Regions from separate parts of the Mus musculus genome. Here region 1 is linked to region 2. Evidence: chromatin contacts called from public HiChIP or PLAC-seq data. All regions are on one chromosome and are shown on one strand. Each heading gives the region's core, a stretch centred on a gene start, on an enhancer-like site or on the middle of the called end of the contact. The rest is flanking DNA. Distances are from core to core; before and after follow the strand shown. Region 1 has its middle 8.4 kb from the start of Gm30588. Region 2 has its middle 55 kb from the start of Gm30474.

Region 1 (5,583 bases), core at 3,061-5,560, 200 kb after region 2:
GAATTAAATGGGAAAAGTCACAGTTAAGCACTGTGTTTCATCTACTGTCTACACAGTTTCAGACTGGGGTACTTCAGTTCAGGATCCTTACTGTGGGGATTAAAAGTAGAGCTCTAGCATGTCTAATTCCTAAGACAGGTAAAATAACATTTTGGGTTAAATGATACTAAATCAGTGGCAGCAGTCTTTGAGTAATTAAAAAAAATATATATTAATAGCCCTTGTGTCTGCCATCTTGTTATTTATAAAGAAAAAAGAAAAAGAAAAAAAGAAATAAAAAAAGCAGGCATGGGCTGGAATTCAGAGAGAAAACACGTTTATATTCTGCAAAGCTATGGCCGTACTTAGCTCATCTTGATTGATAACAGGGACATGAACATCTGCTTTCCTTTATTAAAACACATTTGGTCATTATGAGCCAGCTTCGAGAATTTAAAGGATGCTAAAGGATGCACATCTGTTAGTCAAAGGCAGCATTCGTGGGAACGCTACGCCGAGCCACCGTGCCCGCACGCAGAGCCTCTGTGCCTGCGCACAGAGCAACTGTGCCATTGCATTACTGATTCTGAGTCACGTTTGTGTCTGTCACTTCTGCTCAGACCTTTCCTCCAGTGAATACAAAACGGATCTATCGACACAATTTTCTTTTCCTTCCACCCATTCCTCTGGCCACTGTACAGCTTTCAAAGGGCTGTCTATCACCCATCAGGCATTCTGAAATAACCTGGTCACTTATGAAGCCCACCTTGCCAAACCCACAGTGGCTGAGAGGCAGGTGTTGAAGCGAGTAAATGCTGGCTTTGTCCTTGCAGCATGTCATTTACAGAGCTTGGGCTACACTCCAGCAGGGATATACAGGAAGGGCTGGGGTGGGGCGCCACATGTAACAGAGGTTGTGGGTTACAAATAGACTAGGAAAGTAAGGCTCAGGGAGAGGACAGCTTAGAGGAGGGTTAAAGCCACCACAACAAAGCTAAGTGGGAAGATGACAGAACTGTCTGGAGAGAATCCGACACACTGCAAAATCAACTGCAGCCCGGATAGAAAGCGACGTTATCATCAAAAATGGCCCCCGATGGAGCCAACCAGAAGTGGCCTACAGGCCCTCTACTTTGCCCTCCCCACCCAAAGTGCAAGTTCACATTGTAGGAGGATCCAAGGGAAACATCACAGGGATAGCTGAAGGGTCATTGAGGTGTGACATGCAGTACCAACACTTGAAAGCTCAGATAGGAGGATCCCAAGTTCAAGGCTACCCAGGGAAACCAGTCACAACCATAAAATAAAGTAAAAATCAGTATTAGGTATGTGCTCACGAAGTTACTTACAATCTCAGGAGCTACTGTAGTTCTTACTGGTTAGAGTCAGAATCATATAATTTTTTCTATTAAAATCTTCAGACATTTGGAGGGAAGACTGGAAATCCAGTTTGGAAATAACTAAGTTTCTATCTACATTAATGGTGGTTCATCCCTGCTTTTGGGAAACAATGACATATTTCACTTATCCTAAGGAAAGAGTTGAACTCCCACCCCTTAAAATGTGTCTTGACAATCTTTAAATTAAAAATACGTATCAATAGAAGTGATAGCATTGGCTCTGACACAAACAGAGGAAGGTAAAAGACACTGGGAAAGTAAGAAGACAGCCTCCTGAAAGCTAACGGAGTTACTGCAGCTTCAGAAGAAGTGACAGGTCTGGGCCAATGAGAGTTTCTCACTCTGCTTCTTAATGTCCCCATGAGATATTAATTCCATCAGAAAATAGCAGTTATATGGAATCTACAAAAAGGAGAGAAGAAAGCTGTCATGTTTACTGTCAATAATAATAATAATTTTAAATTCATATAGATTGTGTTTATGTATGTATTTTATGTTCACGAGTATACCCACATGCAAAACTGTATACCACACATATAGTACCCAAAGAGGCTAGAAGAGATCACCAGATCTCCTAGAGCTGGAGTTTCAGACAGTTGTGAGTTGCCATATAGGTGCTGGGAATCAAACCTGGGTCCTTTGCAGGAACAGCTAGTGCTCTTAACTGCCGGGCTATCTCTCTAGCCTCTAGTTTGTTTTCTTTAAAATGAGCAGTAGTTGTAACAGATCCTGAGTTTAATTCCACTGACTGTGGCATTGAATGTGACCTCTCTTGTCCTCCATCACATGGTCTGGAAATGAAGACAGCAATGGGGGCCGGCAATGTTTGGAGTAGGATGCAAGATACAGAAAGCTAATTAAAGCATGCCGCTTTATAATCACTACAATGTTAACTGCTCAGGAGATGAAACCTGTCCTGAAGAGGGAACTCGAGCTCTGGAATACTGTGGATTTTACCGCAGCAGAACTTTTAGAAGAGTCTTTGCTATTGTGATGGTTCATATATGCTTGGCCCAGGGAGTGGCACTATTGGGAGATGTGGCCTTGCTGGAGTTGATGTGTCACTGTGGGTGTGGGATTTCAGACCCTCATCCTAGCTGCCTGGAAGCCAGTATTCTAGCAGCCTTCAGATGAAGACATAGAACTCTCAGCTCCTGCACCATGCCTGCCTGGACACTGCCATGTTCCGCCTTGATGATAGCAGACTGAACCTCTAAATCAGTGGTCTCTACCTTCCTAAGGCTGCAAGCCCTGTAACGCTTGGTGCTTCATGCTGTGGTGACAGCAACCATAAAATTATTTCTTTGCTACATCATAACTAGTTTTTCTAATGTTATGAATTGTAATGTAAAGATCTGGTATGCCACACCCAGGGCTCATGACCCACAGGTAGAGAACCACTGTCCTAAACATACCAATCAGCTTAAGAGTGGAGCTATCTTTGACACTTGATCTCAGCACTCCTAGACTAAAATTGTGTTTATTCCTTGTGCATTTTTCTCTAGTGTTTTTTTTTTTCTGTGTTATTTGTACTCTCAGGTTAAAAGCAAATTCCACTGTGTTTTATTGTAATGGATGTTCACACTGCAAGACCAGCTAAGTTCTACAATGAAAACAATTTTTATGTCCAACTTGCCTATGAAAATAAGTATTTTTCTGATCATTATTCTTTCTGTCCTAGCTTCTCACCCAAAGCCTAGGAACTGTGTGATGAGTTATTTTATTTATCTAAATTTTCATTTCATTTTCTCTTTATTTGTTTAAATCTCACTCAAATCACTAACAACTTCTTCGCTGTTTATTTGATACTTAAATGAAGAAGAAAAAAGGTGTGTCCTTGACCTAAGAGTCATGTGACAAGTGTGCTGAACTTCTTAAATTCATATTTTATACATTTTCTTTTTTTATTTTGTGAGATTTCAAAACTTCAACAAAATCATTTAATATGCGGTTGGCATAGATTTACATTACCACACGCAAACTCAAGTCTATCACCTACCTAGGAATAGGCTGTGTGTGCAGTAGACATTTTTAACTGCAGAGCTTGTTTGCTGATCCATATCCAGGCTTGAACTTTGTCCCTAACTTTCACACAAGCAACCTCACGCCAAGGTCAAGTTCAAGGACTGACTCAAGAAGTCAGATATTCTCCCTGCATCATTTCGCCTTGACTTTTATCTAACAAATGAATGCCTTCCAGTCTCTGAGGCCAGAGATGAAGTGCGCCATCCACTTTTTCTCTGAAGCACCAGGAACAGCAACAACAGAAACTCTTCAAGTCCGACATCCTCAAAGACCAGAAAAGAAAAATTTACAAAGAGTGCTACAAAGTGAGTGGCCTGGTGAGGGTGGGGTGCATCTTCACACTCCAGAAAGCAATGGTTTGCAGTTCCGGTCTGCCATTCCCCGGTCCAGTGGAGAATACTCACGCGGACACAGTTTAATGAGTTGTGTTTATTATATCAGTATGCTTCACACACACACACACACACACACACACACACACACACACACAAATACAAATATACATCAGAATATAGATATAAAACAAAGCAACAGCATCATATGTGATTTACAATAAAACCTTCACGGAACTCTCTGAACTATTTAAAACTGCAGCAGGCTCTAAGGGAAATGACTTGTCTCTATTTACTCTTTGAATTAAGTGTTAAAGGGAAACAGAATAATAATGTATAAAAACCAGGGTTTCCTGTAACAACAGTAATTATGAAAACTAACCTCTATGCCGGGCTTTACAGTTTGCAAAGCGCTGCCTCAGGCATTACTTCATTCTGTGGAGTGGGAATGTGCCATGATCCTAGTTCTGAGACACAGTTTATCCATGGTGTACATGTTTTTATATTAATAAGCACATTTAGCCAAAGGTTTCTTCGAAGCCTTTTGCACTGAGTGTGGACAGAAGGCAGAGTGGGCAATGATGGAATCCTTGTATCTAGCCCATAAATCACACACACATCAAATAAAATCTGTCAAACACTTCATAATGCTCTGGGCATGTCATCGGCCTCCAGTAAGACCCTGCTGTGTCACCTAGGGATGATGAAGGAGCCTGAGGTGTGAGAGCACGCTGTTAGAAGTTTCATTAAAGCCGTATTTACTAGTTCAAAACGAATTTACATTGATCTTTTAAACTATCGTCAACCACAAATGCATTAAACCTAAACAGGCTTCATTTACTGAAAAAATAAATGTGTCAGCAGAAGCCGGTGGGGTTTGTCCAACATTGTTCCGGCATTTAACTCACAGCGGCTCAGTGTTAAGCTTTTTATTGCTTGTTGTGCTAAAGAGTGCTCATTTAATTGCGAATATATTTCCTTCCTGCATCATTATCAAAATTGTTATCTTAAGGAAATATTGTTTTTAAATAATCGGCTGCAAAAACCAGAGCGGTCCGCGGGCTTACTCAGAATAATTGTTTCCTGCTGCCGATGAGATGGCGATTAAGTGGAGCCCAGCTTCAGTAATGCTAGGAGGAGATGAGGAGGGATGGCGTTGCAAGAAGCAGGGCTGGGTTTTGTGTGTGCAGTCAACACACACCCTGGCTGATTGAATCAATACCTCCTTGTTTGTATTTTTAAAAGAATTTTGTTAAGCTCCAGGACCTGATGTAATAAATAAGTCATTGTGGTGTGTTTTACAATTTGGAGAGCATAAATCATCTCCAAGGTGACCCTAGTTGTTCTGGACTTGAAACGGAAGTGAACATTCTCAGCTTGACGTTGGTCACAACCTTTCCTTGTGTTAGCTTGGGAAGGCAAACAGAATAAAACAGAAACACTTGTGATCAAGCTTTAAGTTAAAGCACGCTAATAGTACAATTAGCATTTCTCAGTAGCCAAATTCAACAGACATTTGCACTTTGGTGTGTGAGAATTTATTGATGACACTCTTAATTCTTCATTAGCTAAACCCACAGTAACCCACTCTCATCAACACATCCATTAAAGGAAACATCTCTTAAAAGGCACACTGAAAATTCAGTTCAACTATGTTGAAATTCAAGGAAAAAAACAACTCTTCTTTACTGAGGGTGTGACTATTAAAAAGAAAAAGAAAAAAGAAAAAAAAAAAACACTTTGGCAGTGTTTGTTATTACCAGATTCATTTATGTTTACAAAGATGAGAGAGAAGGAAAACCACAATTTCTAGAGAGTAAACCACCATAAGCCAAGAAGGGTTGCAA
Region 2 (5,592 bases), core at 203-2,702:
AAGACAGTACCGTCTCTACCCCAGCTCTTTAGGAAGGCAAGACTTGATCTCCTGGCTCAGGCACTACACCTTTGCCACAAGACAGAGGCTGATGGAGAGCTCACCGAGGTGAAGAGTGTGGGAGTGGCTGAGGGGATGGGTGGCTCGGAGGAAGAGATTTTTGGAGAGGAAGCCAACGAGGATGGAGAGATCAGCAGAGCTTGGAGGAGCCGGCGAGGGAGGGGGCAGCACAAGGGAGGCAGAGGCCCCCCAAGGACAGGGCTTTAGCATCCAGGTCATGACGGGTGGGTATGGAGGAAGCCTGCCTGGGCGGCGTGGATGTGATCCCCACATTGCCTCTCGGGTCTGCAGCTCATGCTCCCTCGGGAGGCCAACCCCAGGTGAGAAGAGCCGTGCTGAGAGTGAGCATTACTCTCACGCCCAGGAATATGAACCCGGCTTTTTCCCAGCAGACAAAAGCGGACACATCAACACACCAGGGGACAAAAATTGACAAACAGGAGGACCCAGGGGGAGGGACCTTCCCTTAGGACATCATTTGAAAATCTCTCCACAGTTCCTCAGGGGGGAAAAAAAACTTTTAAGAAAGGTTTAGATTTTCTTTATAATTAGGGCTCCCTGTTCCTCAGGTTTCCAGACGCCTACGCTATCTGTAGTCATTAGAATTGGAGATGAGAGAGACAGGCCATGTGGTCCAAGAGCCAAAGTCTTTGGACCTAGATTCTCATCTGCATCTCAAGTGTTTTGTATTCACACAGTGGTCCCCATGCCCAGGGAGACACAGCAGAACTTAGAGCTAGCAGTGCGCACATGCTCGCATCTCTCTGCTCCTGTGTTTCCAAGCACGGTGTGTTTTAAGCAGGAAAGGGGATGCAACAAGAAAGAACCAACAGTCAGGGTGGGCACGGGGTGACCAGACAGTTCGCTCCAAGAGAAGATTTGCAGATCTGGTTTAACCTGGATCCAAAGACAGTCACTTCCTTCCCGGGTTATCATCAGCAGTTCCCTCCTTACCTCCTCATCGCAAGAGTCTCCCAAGCTCAAAGCAGAGGGAAGGAGCCACTGCAGCCTCAGTGGTACCCAGCCAGTCTGACCACCTGAGACAGGGATAAGCAGAGTCCTCTATGTCTCCTCCTGTCTCTCAGGCCCTCCGTGCCTTCGCTTCAAAGTGACTCTGAACAACTGTGAGACTGGACGTGTAAACTTCAATGACTTCATTTTGCGAAGGTTTAAAAGGTTCCTAAGGGCTGATGCAGGCAGATACTGGAAACCCGGTTAAAACAACTGGATACCAGATGGCGAAGGAGAGCGGTTTACCGGAAAGCCTTCCAGAATAGCAGCTCATTTACAAGAAGCAATTACACAAACAGCCCTGAGAATCCACCATTCCATAAAGAGTGGCCCAGGATAGGAGCGCAGTGTGAGCTGTACACGTGTGCGCTCCACCTGCCGCTTGTCAGTGCTGTGATTGGTCACCGCTCCCTTTCTCTGACGCCTGGAGGGGCAGAGCTAAATTCTACAACAAAGATGTGTTCTCTTTGGGTATGACCCAGCTGCCTAGAGGAGTTCCCCAGGAGGAGAAATGTAACAGTACAAAGTAACTATGTAGCAGGCTTCACCAACGTCTGAGCCTGGGGAATGTGTTGTACCAGGAGAAATGTCTCTTTACAATTTAAACCTGCATCTGTTCCAGCTTTCAATATGAGGGTCGGCCTCCCGTACTCTGACCTGTAGGCTCACTCACTGTTACATCTAGACGCATGCACACAGGGAACACAGAACCAAAAAGTAAACTGCGAAGTCATCACTGAGAACTATAAGCTCTAGATGGCTTCTTCCCTCCTCCACACTAAGTCCCCTGGTGTTCTTTTTAGCCACCTAGAGCCTATGCCCCTGTCTTTGTCTGCGACAGCTACACTGTATGATCGTTTCTCCACTTCCTCTTACTTTGGCTACTCTTGGCATCTCTTGCCATGAGGCTCTCTACCCAACTGCCGTGGCACCCACCTCAATGCACAGCATGGGACGTGTAGTCATGTGCATGTTCACAGAGGTGTTCTATATGCTCCATGGCAGAGTCTGCTCTGAGATGTGTGAGTTAATAAATACACAGTAGGATAAGAAGGTAGGTAGTGCCCTGCCAAGGCAGGGGAAGAAATACTTTACAGGTACATTTCCAGTGTCTCTTAATCAGAGTGACCACTCCCACGGCCACCAGTGCCTGCCAGCATATTTGCATCCCAAAGAAATCAGGATTAGAACTCAGTGCACCCGAGTGATGCCTATGTCTGGGGTGGGGAATCCCACAGAGCATGGTCCAAAAGATGATGCTTCCAGGCCTCTCAAGATAAACTCACATTGAGCTGACCAGTCAGAGCCAGATGGAAGATACCAGAAAACCAGCATCTGGCCTCCACATGCCAACGACTGGGGAATCTATCAACAGAACGGGTACGTTTCCATGCAATAGAATCTTACTTACAAAGGAGGCAATGCAGTAGTAATATTTCATGCTACAACATGGATAGCCCTAGATCACAATGCCAGGTAAAAGAAGCCAGGCTTGAAAAAAATGAGTTTCATAGGACTCAAATCACATGAAGCGCCTAGAGCAGGCCATTCTTTACGAGCCTGGAAGAGGACAGATCAAGAGTTGCTAGGATCTGGGAAAGGGTGTGTGAGGAATGAGGGCTAGTGGGCTTGAAGTTGTTTAGGGAGCTATGAGCCTGTTCTAGAATAAGATACATTAAGTATTAATTCTGCAATTACTACATGATTAATTCTAAACCTTAAAAAAACATTTTATTTACTTTTATTTTATGTACATTGGTATTTTGACTGCATATATGGTTGTGTGAGAGACAGGAGTTATAGACAGTTGTGAGCTGCCATGTGGGTGCTGGGAATTGAACCTGGGTTCTCTGGAAGAGTAGCTGGTGCTCTTAGCTGCTGAGCCATCTCTCCAGCCCCAATTCTAAACTTTTAAGATCATATTTTAATTTTATTGTATGTGAGTGTATGTGTGAGTGTGTGTGTGTGTGTGTGTGTGTGTGTGTGTGAGTGAGTGAGTGTGTGTGTGTGTGTGTGTGTGCATGTGTGTGTGTGTGTGCATGTGTGTACATGCATGCATGTAGATCACGGGACAGTTTCAGGAGTCATTTCTGTCCTTCTACCACCTGGTTTCCTGGTATGGAACTGAGATTGTCAGTCTTGGCAGCAAGCTCCTTTACCCACAGAGCCATTCCTTTGGTCCAAATAACTAATTCTAATTACATTTAAAAATATGATAAAAGCCACTGCAATGCATACTTTAAAAGGACAAATCATTGGAATGTGAATTGTGTCCAAGTAAATCAAAAAGCACGTGACAGTTCTGGTTCAGTCTCTGTGCTTGTCGGGAGACCTAACACAGTCGGACACTAGTTAGTAAGTGTCACAAGTAATCTCCCTGACAGTTTCCAATGAGCACAGTATCGAGTGAGCCAACTAAGTTGGCCCTGAGGAAGACACCCGTGAGGAGCTTTGGATGGGTTAAAATCCCTGCTTTGTCCTTGGGGGAACCTTGGGGGAAAGGAGTGACGTGGATCCTATGATCCTATTCTGAAGCCACCACAGCTCTCCTGGCTCTAGAGCTTCCTCACACTGGGACCAGGGTTCCGACAACCCAGAGTGGCTTTTGTAGTTCCCTCCTGAGCACTTAGGCCTGTGGCCTTGATGCCTTCCGAGAGCTGTGTCATTGAGTTGCTTTACTTTTGTCACTTCGGGGTCTTCTTTTGTGGGCTCTCTCCTCACAGGCCCACAGAAAAGTCTACTACCCTGTCCCTTCAAGCTGGTTGGGAGCATGTGGCTGCTTCTGGCCAAACATTTCTAGTTAGAATTTCCTGGCCTGAAATTGATTCAGTACTTACAACAGAAATCTCGCCTTAAACATTCTGAAGACCTAAGAGCAGAGCAACCTGGATGCCTAGGTCGGGACATAAAAGATGATTCCCTGAAGAATCTCCCAATGCTGTGGAAGGTTTTGCCTTGGAGATAATTAACCCATGTGTGGCCAAGCCACTGTGGCTGAGGGCGTGCTTGTTACACAGCATAGCCAGCCTCACTGACTAATACATCTACAAAGGACACAGCTTCCAGGCTGCATTTGGGGGCTGTGTAGAGCCTTTTCTAGACAGTTTTGGCAGAAAAAGCAGGTCAGACAGGACAGCAATACTCTGACTAAAGGATAGCCTATTAATGGAGGAGGAAAAGGCAGGAGAATAGATTGATTATACTTCATATCAAATCTGCTTATATCGTGTAAGCAATCAGTTGCCCATATAAGCGAGACTGCAATTACTGATGTTTTCATCACCAGACGCTGAGCATTCAATGCATGCTCCTGTCGTAATTAGGGAGCTCCTTGCGCTGGGGGCTTTTGTTTATTAGCATTAAGCTTGCATATGTCACTGTAGTGTGTGTGTGTGTGTGTGTGTGTGTGTGTGTGTGTGTGTGTGTGTGTGTATGTGTGGTGTTTGTAGATGTGTGCCCATGTGTCTGCAGGAGTGCTTGCTTGAGCACTCTCCTGCGATGGCTGTATGTTGAGTCAGGATGTCTCTCTCTCCATCACTCTCCGTGTTCGTTCTGAGACAGGGTCTCTCACTGAATGTGACTCTCATCAGTTTGCCTAGACAGATTGGCCACTGAGTTCTAGGGATCCTATCTCTGTCCCCTATGCTAGGGCTCAGATACACCCCATTCAGCTGGGCTTTTATGTGAGTGCAGGGGATCTGAACTCAGGCCCTTCCGTACACTCAAGGGAAGGCAAACCCAGGCCCTCCTGTAGCAAGCTATTTATCCACCAACCCACCTCTGCAGCCCCCGCCCCAGAGTTTCTGCATCTGAGCACTGGGCCTTTAGCAGTTTGCATTTGAGACATGCTACTCAAAAACAGCATCTACTGCTGACAGAAGGCACGACCTTGGATGACCATTTATTTAGGTGCCAGTGGGGCCAAGCTGTCCTGTGTCCTTTTAGGCTGCTGTCCACATCGATTCCAGTCAACAGCCTGTTTTAAGAAAAACTTAGGCAAGATTTAAAAAAAGAGAAAATTTGCTTTCCCTTGAGTAAACACGATAACCGAGAGCTCCAGCGGGTAAATAATGCATTTTCTAAAAGCCTTTACAAATGGGTCCTTATCCAGCAAGCTGCTTTTATAAACTCCTGTTCTTCCTAAGACCCGCGTCCTTATAAAATACCATGGCTCGAAAAAGATTCACAACCCTGCGGGATCGGGGATTTTCTTTCTTCTGGATCGTTCCCCCCTTCTTTCAACAAAGAAATGTATTTTCCTCCCTTCAGTAAGAGGAAAAAAATAATCTTTCTTGAAATACGATCCCCTCGGATAAATAATGGCAGTAAAAGTGAGGGGAAAGCGGGGGAGAGCACGGGCCCTCAGCGCGGTGCGCAGCACTTTTCTAATTGGAAAATGCTAAAAGGGAGTTTTCCTTGGAGGCCTCCCATCTGACTTCGGACCAAACAAAACAGCAGTCTGCCTGTGAGAGCTGAAGTCTTCATTCTTCTTGTTAAAGGGAAATGAACAGAAGATGAAAA

The links. HiChIP or PLAC-seq counts read pairs in DNA pulled down with a chosen protein or histone mark.
Region 1: an H3K4me3 HiChIP or PLAC-seq map of embryonic limb bud shows a contact between it and region 2, with 2.7 times the contacts expected there. The contact joins two enhancer-like sites. A contact is called at or near these places in 1 of 484 Hi-C or Micro-C datasets (cerebellum) and 2 of 115 datasets of contacts at active chromatin or transcription factors (embryonic limb bud and embryonic stem cells).

What each region holds. Positions count from the first base shown.
Region 1 is chr16:93,267,976-93,273,558 of GRCm38.p6, forward strand. No RefSeq gene overlaps it. Among named protein-coding and RNA genes, the nearest start is that of Gm30588, 8.4 kb to the left of the region's middle. Within about 2 kb of position 4,311, at least 5 of the 459 cell types and tissues checked have an H3K27ac peak or open chromatin away from gene starts, as enhancers often do. A contact at or near this core is called in embryonic limb bud, where this site is marked.
Region 2 is chr16:93,074,284-93,079,875 of GRCm38.p6, forward strand. No RefSeq gene overlaps it. Among named protein-coding and RNA genes, the nearest start is that of Gm30474, 55 kb to the right of the region's middle. Within about 2 kb of position 1,453, at least 6 of the 459 cell types and tissues checked have an H3K27ac peak or open chromatin away from gene starts, as enhancers often do. A contact at or near this core is called in embryonic limb bud, where this site is marked.